Regions from separate parts of the Mus musculus genome. Here region 1 is linked to region 2. A link is a contact called in public promoter capture Hi-C data. All regions are on one chromosome and are shown on one strand. The core of a region is the stretch at or near the end of the contact, and the rest is flanking DNA. Distances in the headings are between cores, read along the strand shown. Region 1 holds the start of Mzt1 (mitotic spindle organizing protein 1). Region 2 overlaps Dach1 (dachshund family transcription factor 1).

What was found. Promoter capture Hi-C pulls out the DNA fragments that hold promoters and counts their contacts.
Region 1: a contact with region 2 is called in a promoter capture Hi-C map of neutrophils, with 4 times the contacts expected there. The contact joins the promoter of Mzt1 here to the enhancer-like site in region 2. A contact is called at or near these places in 7 of 39 promoter capture datasets (the HPC-7 cell line, cranial neural crest, frontonasal cranial neural crest and 4 more) and 5 of 115 datasets of contacts at active chromatin or transcription factors (astrocytes, embryonic hindbrain, embryonic midbrain and 2 more).

What each region holds. Positions count from the first base shown.
Region 1 is chr14:99,043,917-99,047,920 of GRCm38.p6, forward strand. It overlaps Mzt1 (mitotic spindle organizing protein 1), which reads right to left and starts at 2,220. Exons shown (of 3, transcript NM_175245.4): 1 at 2,078-2,220. The coding sequence starts at 2,147. Bora (bora, aurora kinase A activator) reads left to right here and starts at 2,461. Exons shown (of 12, transcript NM_175265.5): 1 at 2,461-2,764; 2 at 3,385-3,552. The coding sequence starts at 3,400.
Region 2 is chr14:98,065,442-98,069,360 of GRCm38.p6, forward strand. The region is part of intron 1 of Dach1 (dachshund family transcription factor 1); the gene reads right to left. Among named protein-coding and RNA genes, the nearest start is that of Gm25831, 99 kb to the left of the region's middle. Within about 2 kb of position 2,055, at least 17 of the 459 cell types and tissues checked have an H3K27ac peak or open chromatin away from gene starts, as enhancers often do. A contact at or near this core is called in hematopoietic stem and progenitor cells and neutrophils, where this site is marked.

The DNA of each region.
Region 1 (4,004 bases), core at 970-3,469, 980 kb after region 2:
TGCTACGGCTTCTCTGTCCTCATGGCTCTACTCCCACCTGCGCGCCTGCTTATATGTCCAACTACCCCTTCTCCAGGCCCTCACTCCTCTCCTGTCCCCCAAACAAACCCCCTTTATACCAGATCTGCTGCATGGTGTGATTTCTCAGGGGGACACTTTGGCATGGGCTCACCAGGTATCCTGCCGCCATTAGATTTCATAACCATTACGTATAACGCCTTTCTCTTTTCTCCTTTTGTACTTTGTGACATTTGGATGCAGATGGGAAGCTCTTCCTGGTCACAAGCTCCTTGACACCTCTCAATCCGACCCAAGTTCTCAGGACAAAGGTTAATAGAAGCATCTTAGCTCCCCACACAGCGGGTGCTTCTCCATCCTGGGATGGCAGATGGTGCATTTCTGCAGAGCAATGCGCTTCCTCAAAAGCCTCAAAACCCCACCGTGGTTCCCTCCTGCTCCTGTCGTATAGGGAAAACCTCTCTTCCATCGATAGAGACTTCCTTGTCTTGTTTGTGAGTGTACGGCTGGGAAAAATCATATTCCTCCCACAACATGTGCAAAGTTACATACCTGCTTGCCCTCGAAATTGAAAAGAACACTTTACAGGTGAGTCCCACTAACCTAGCAACCACTGACAGGAAAAGCTTAAAGTCACTGTTAGTAACCTGAAATGAGCAAAATGATAAGGAGAAAAAAATTTGAGCTTCAAGAAAAACTGCTATCAAAGGAAGATCCAAACTGAAAATTTCATGCTGGTTCTTTTACAATGACTTAAATGGGCTAAAACCTCACACATACTCTTACTTCGTTAAAAAAGCAAACAAACTTCTTAAATGTTTTTATACTGTGTACTTTTTACTTTACAACACGTTCTCTCACAAAAGGTTGGGATGCAAAGCCTTAGCCCTCACAGCAGGCCCACCAACTTAACCAGTTCTCTTCAGACACTACTCACAACACACACTGGTGCACCCAGCACCCCATGGACGCTCCAGAGGCAAAAAGAGAAGCTCAGGAACTTGAGGTCACTCTAGGCTACACAGGCAAGAGTCTTATCTCAGAACAACACAACCTAAAAACCACAACGGTACCCTTGTGTACATACATTTATTTTTACAAAACAATAAGCCGTGGAACATCTAAGATGAAAGAAAAAAGAAAAAAAAAAAAGACAGGCTGGAGACAGAAAAAGAACAATGTGGCAAACAATTAGGTGGGGAAAACCACTGCAAAGCGTAAGGTTATCTTTTGAGAAAGATGTTGAGGGGGTAACCTCTGGAAACCATCAAAGCCACTGCCAAAACAGACATGTAGAACCACACGTAGATGGAAACGTGTAAAATTAAGACAAAGAAAGATGCTTGCTAACGCAAAAGAAAAAGCAAATAAAACCGATCACTTGACACACACTTTACCTGGCTGTCTTATTTTAAATACCCGGAGCTACAACTTTATTTTATTGTTTACGAATAATAGTTACTTTCTAAGTGTTGGGTCCGAGAGGGACAAAGCTGCAGAACCATAGCAGAGAGAAGGGAACTCTGAGACTTATTTCTGTACCTCTGGGTGCGCTCTACCTATCAGGCAGCGGGCGCGGACACACCCACAACCGCGGTCACCCGTGTCGCCCGATCTAAGGAGTGGGAGATGGTGACGGGGAGTGGTGCTCAATCACTGGAAACAAATAACCCGTTACTGAAACGCCTGGGCCCCGGAACTGAGCTCACCGCGTGGACAAAAAGGTCCACGACCCCTTTCGCCCCGGGTCCCCAGGCCACGAGCACGCGCCAGACACGAGCAGGCGCCAGACACTTGGCGGGTCGCGTGGCCCCAGGATGGGCTCGCAGGCAGCGGTCGCGAGGCCTGGAACGCCCCGCGCGCGCCAAACTCCGCCGCAGCGGAAGACCGGAGCTCTGGGGCCGCCAGCTTCGAGGTCGCGGCGGGTCCCCTTCCCCGTCCCCTCGCAGGATACCGCCGAGGCCGACGCGGGGACCGTGGGGCCCTCTACGACGCCTCCATCCGGGGGCTCGGCGCCGGGAAGCGCAGGCCCGGTCAGACGAGAACGACGCGCACTCACCGTCCATGGTCTCCCTCACCGCGTTCAGGTTGGCCGAGGCCGCCGCGCCCGGGCCGCTACCGCTCGCCATGGAGAGGAGAGGCCCCCGCCCCGGTGGGAGAAGGCCTGACCCGGAACTGGAGCGCCCGCCGCCGCTCGGCCCCGCCCACACACCGCGCGGCGGCGCTCGCACCGCCCAGGCCACGCCCCCGCCGCCCGGGCCACGCCCCCTCGCGCCGAGCGCCGAGCGCCGACGCCGGACCGCGTTGATTTGAATTTGGAGCCTCGTTCCCTTGCGCGGAACGTAGAGCGAGGAGTTAGCGTTCGAATTCACCCGGCCGCCTCGACGCCATTGGCTGGTTCGCGGACGGCGGTGGGACGCGATTGGCCGGTGACCTCTCCCCGCCCCGCGCCCTGGTTGGCCGGAGAGCACGGAGGGAGTTAAAGAGTCGGCGCCTGGCGTGGGCATCTGCAGGGTGATGCTAGAACTTCCACGTTGCCCACGAGTGTAGGTACGTTCTCCGTGGCCCCAGGCCTGGACTCCTGCTTCGAGGTGGACCGCTCTGGTTTCCTGGCCCCAGACGTACCTGTGAGCTCGCCTAGGTGTGAAGGGGAGCAGAGAGAGAGGGCGCCTGGACACTGAATGGTCGCTGGAAGTGACGTCTCTGCTGTTTCCGAGGGAGCCCGCTCAACTTTGATCTTACAAAAGTAAATTCTTTTCTTTTCTTCTTCTTCACCCCCGCCCCCATCTCCCTTCTGGCTGTAACCCTCTTTGGAAGGAATGCAGCGTGCCTTTGGATCCCGGAGGGGGAGTGCTCTTTAGGAAAAGTAGTTTAAATCCCCACCTGGGTCCAGCCTGTCACTCACCCTGTTCAAGTGAGGACTAACGTGCCAGTAGTAAAAATTGCAGTTCTGTGTGGAATTACTTGGGTATCCGGACGGTGTTCGTACGGTTTTGTCTTGAGATGATGAATAAGGAAAACGATAAATAGAAGTCGTTTGGTTGGAAAGGCACTTATTTTTGGTGTAATCAGATTGGACCAGAGCCCACTCATAACCGGTTGGCTGCTTCATATATGCCGCATAACTTCCGTGCATGCGTTGCTTCCTCTGAAAAAGTGATAGGAGCATTGCCGTACCTTCCCCAGCTCCCAAGGCTCGGCTCCGGATCATCTGAGAAAACGTGCAGGGCTGATTCTCCTTTGTAAACCATAGAAACTTAACCCCAAGAGGATTCGATTTGGAGTGAGATGTTGAATGTATTTTGTCGGGATTAATATCTATGATATTCAGTAATTTTAATATGTGTACTTTTGATTTCTTTCTAGTTTGCTTCCTGGGCTATGGGAGATGTCAGCGAATTAAAAATGCAAATAACACCAGAAACTCCAGGAAGGATCCCTGTTTTAAATCCCTTTGAAAGTCCCAGTGATTATTCTAATCTCCATGAACAAACCCTTGCTAGTCCTTCTATCTTTAAGTCCACAAAACTACCAGTAAGTTTCTCTTGCCTAGTGTTTACAAGTGATTTTAAGTGAAAGTAACTACAAATAATTTTAAGTGTAAATACAAGAAGAAGATGGCACCTAATCTTGTAATGGTTCTTTGAGCAGACATGATCTGAGCGCTCTTATGCAGGAGGTCGACATCCAGGAACTGCCCACACCAGCACAGAAACAGCACACAGGCTTTACAAGTTAGCTGGTCACAGCTGAGCTACTCATATATACCTCAGACCAAAGACAGCAGCCAAGACCAATATGGAGACAAACATGCCACGCTCTAGTAACGAATTATGGACACAGAAATGTGAATTTCTTATTATTTTTCTGTCATAAAATAGTGATACCTTTGTTTCCTTTTGCCCAGCCATTTGAAAACGTTCAGCCCTAATAAAGCTTGTGGTTATTATAAAAGGGAGCAAAGTCCTGCACTGTTGGAAAAAAAA
Region 2 (3,919 bases), core at 805-3,304:
ATGCATTAACAGCAACACAAAATCATGCGGTAAATACACAGATGTTTGCATCTCTACTTTTCTCCCATTGCCAACTTAAAGCTAAGCCCCTTGATTTCTAGTAGCCACAGAGTTTTCATTAGTGTCTATCAGACTCCTCAGCTACTTAGACAGTACTCAGCTTTTGCAAAACCGTTAGACTATAAGCTGTGGACTTCTGTCCATATTCTCTGCTTGGTTTCCTAGCTAGAGCTGAGAGTTTTATTGCTGGAAAAATTCCCGAGGAGAAACTGTTCTTACACTTTATATTGATGCCCTTCAGAGATAACACTTACTTCGTCAGATGGGATCCTTGTTTCTAAATTATTTTTAAAGTAACATGTCATTCCAGTATAATCATCAGGTTGTTAGCAAGAATACAAAACAAAAATAATCCATTCAAAGCATTTCATCTACTCACTGAGGATTGACAGTATCTTCTACACTTTTGAAAGCTCTTTTAACACTAACTGATATGTTCTCGTGGGAAGGAATGCAAAGCTTTCTACATATAAAAGTTCATCTTCTGCTTTCTTGCTACCATCAGATAAAGCAAAGAAGCTTGAAACCATAGCTCAGATATGTCTCACAGGAATAAACTCAAAACATCAGCCTCAGGACTGTCAAAAGGTGTGAGTAGAGACTAGAAAAGAGTAAGGATAGACGGCAAAGGCAAACTCAGGGAGAGTTAAAGCTCACCTGTTTATACCACTATGCATGGAAAGGCCATCTTATTACTGAAGGTGAAACTATCCCAGCTAGAAAGATAAGTGAACCACTGCAAGTATTGTAGTGACTGTCCTGTGAATGAATTGCCACAGCAAATGACAGAACTCTCTCAATTCCACTTTCCAATAACTCCAAGGCACTAGGGATGTGACAGAGTGATGAATACCACAACAGACAGCTCCAATATGGTACCATTTTACCAGATCAATATCTCACTGCAATATAAGAAAAAAAAGGAGCTGATATTAGTCTACACAGTGTATTACAGATGAGGTACATTTCTTCTCATTGCACTCATGCTGAACCAAGGCAATAATTCACAGATCCCTTAAAAGGTTCGTGCACTGCCATCCCATGCAAAAAAAAAAAAAGGCTAATCTTTATTTCAACATCTGATTCAGATGTCCTAGTTTAAAAGAGAAAGAATGCAAAACGTTAATGTGCTTTTTATTAACTATGATTTTTTGTAGACAAATGAATTGTAATTTTGCTATGTTCAAAGTGCTAAATTATAGAAAAATGCAAAGATTCCTGACTTCCTTCTGGCAACAGCATGAAGGAAATTGTATTCAATATTTTACAGCCAGCAGTCTACCTCTCCTAACAACTGTGAGGAAGCTCAGGAGCCATCCGCATTTTGAGAGTTTGAAATATAATCAATTCTCAATTATCAGCAATGGTTTATCCTCTTTTTGATTGTTTCATGTTTCCTTAAAAAAAAAAAAAAGAAAAAACTAAAGTCACTGTGGTCAGCTATTTCAACAGCTGCCAAGAGCTCTAACCATCTATACAAGAAATATCAGTTTCTATGTGTACCAATCACTCAAAAGGAATATAAAGTAATCTTCATGTCATAGTTAATATATAAATGATTAAATGCCTCATTGTTTCAAAATATCCTAATTGATTCCGGCTACAGGCAATACCATTGTTATAACCCAGAAGCCAACAAGTTTGGATTTGTTTTGCCTGATGATTGTGTGCCTCAATATACCTTTTCATTTTCTGTTCAAGTATTTTTGCAAATTTTCTTTATTTTATTTCTTTCTTTCATATACACCCTTAGCAAAATACTTCCTGAAACAGTTCAAAACTGATCAAACAACACTTTAGAATACAAGAATTCACTTCTAACTCTGACCAGAGCTTCCTTTTCTACTCATATACATTTCCCTTCTAACACTACCCATGATTCCTGATGTGGGGACGACCAAATAATACCCTAAAAGTTTGAGACTGGTGTTCTGGCTCTTGTCCACCTACCAATAATGTACCTAACTTCCCCCTTCTTATGCCATGCAGTGAACTGTCTGCTCAGTGGTATGTGAAATTCTTGAGAGACACGGGAGTTAATTCTTTAGTGGAGGATGTTCACTCCTAATATTTTCCTAGCTGCTGCCAACCTGAGCTATGAATTAGGTCAACATTAGGAGATTTGTTTTACAGATGAGGAAAATGAGGTTTATTGAGGTTAAATGGCTTAGTCCACTGACCCAACAGCTGTCAGAATTTAGCAACCCTTCTCTGGGCCAGTGATTTCCAGCCCAGATTTCGCAATACCCTAGGGTGTCTCACATTTCCTAAAGTATTTCATGAAATTCTCAAACAATTAGAAACAAATATAGGCCAAATCATATCTTGTAGACATGACTGGAAAAACAAGGCACACATTTATAACTCACTGCAACACTGAAATCTGAAGAACGCCATTGTCTGTTAAGTTAATGTATTTCAGGAGGGTGGTAAACAAAACAGTACAAGAAGCTGAGATGCTGAAACTAGCTGTCAGTCATTAACTCTTCTCTTCGTTTGTCTATATTGGTCATTGTGTTTTGGTTTGGCTTAGACAGGCTCTCTCTGTGTAGCCCAGGGCAGCCTAGGGAATTTTGAATGTTCCTGTCTCAGCCTCCTAAAAGCCATGTGAACCATGATGCTTGACACTGATATCATATTTAATATCAGTTATCTTTATATAATAAAGGTCAAAAGCCTGATAAAAAGCTTGTCATAAAATATTGAAACTCCTACACTTCCCTGTAAACACTAATGAGAAAAATGTTTAATTTTTTTCTATAAGCATTGTTTCATTATCTGTAGGGAAACAGTGCACACTAAGATACTTCTTAGAAGCACCACCTGGCTAATTATTTTCAAGATTTACTAGTAACACTCAAGCTTTAGAAGTTTTTTTTAATTTTTTTAAACATCTATCTATCACATCTATCATATAATTTTATAAAAATTATACAATACAAATATATGTAAATTTGTTTGGTTGTTGAATGGTGGATTTATGTGTGTGAGTGTGTGTGTGTGTGTGTGTGTGTGTGTGTATGTGTGTGTGTGTGTGTGTGTGTGTGTGTGTGTGTGTGTGTGTGTGTGTGTGTGTGTATACATGTATGCATGCATACCTTGGCCCCCATATGGAGATCAAATGACATGTAATTGAGGCTGGTTTTCTCTTTCTATCCTATAATTTCCTGGGACTGAACGCATATCATCTGACTTGGGAGAAAGTTCCTTTACCTTTGGAGTCTTGTCTTCTGCTCTATTTGTTTTGTCTTGTGTTTGAAGACATTTTTAATAGGATGTGGGATAACAATACAACTACTATTTGATTTGACTTCAATATTTCGATACATAAATAGACAAAACAGGTAGCTTTGACATGAAAGTTGCTATGAACTTAGATCCTTCAATAGAGAGCAGATGAGAAGAGGTCTGAGAAGGCTGAGCTGTTTTTATAGAAACCGTCTTCATCAAGGTTTAATCACCACATTTGTAGAATTACCAAACCATAATTTTAGTTCTCTCTCTGCAGAAAGACATTCAGCCTTAGTATCTTTAGTAGATACTAAGGTCCTACAATGTGTGAGCTTGTCCAAGGCTCAGTTAGTGGAAGAATATTGTGAGGCTCTCTAAGTAAGGACTGTGTATTTTAAAAAGGGTACCGAGAAGAGTCAGAGAGTAGTTCTGGGACTAATAAGCAATTGTACACTGCTTGGAATGCATAGATTAATAACTTTCTACAACTTATTGTACAACACTAAAGTCTGACTTATATACAGTATCTTTAAGACAAATTGGATCTATTCTGTAGCCAATCTTCCTTGTTTTATAAGTATAACAAGCATTTATTTTAATCATAGCTTTGGAAACAACTATATTCAAC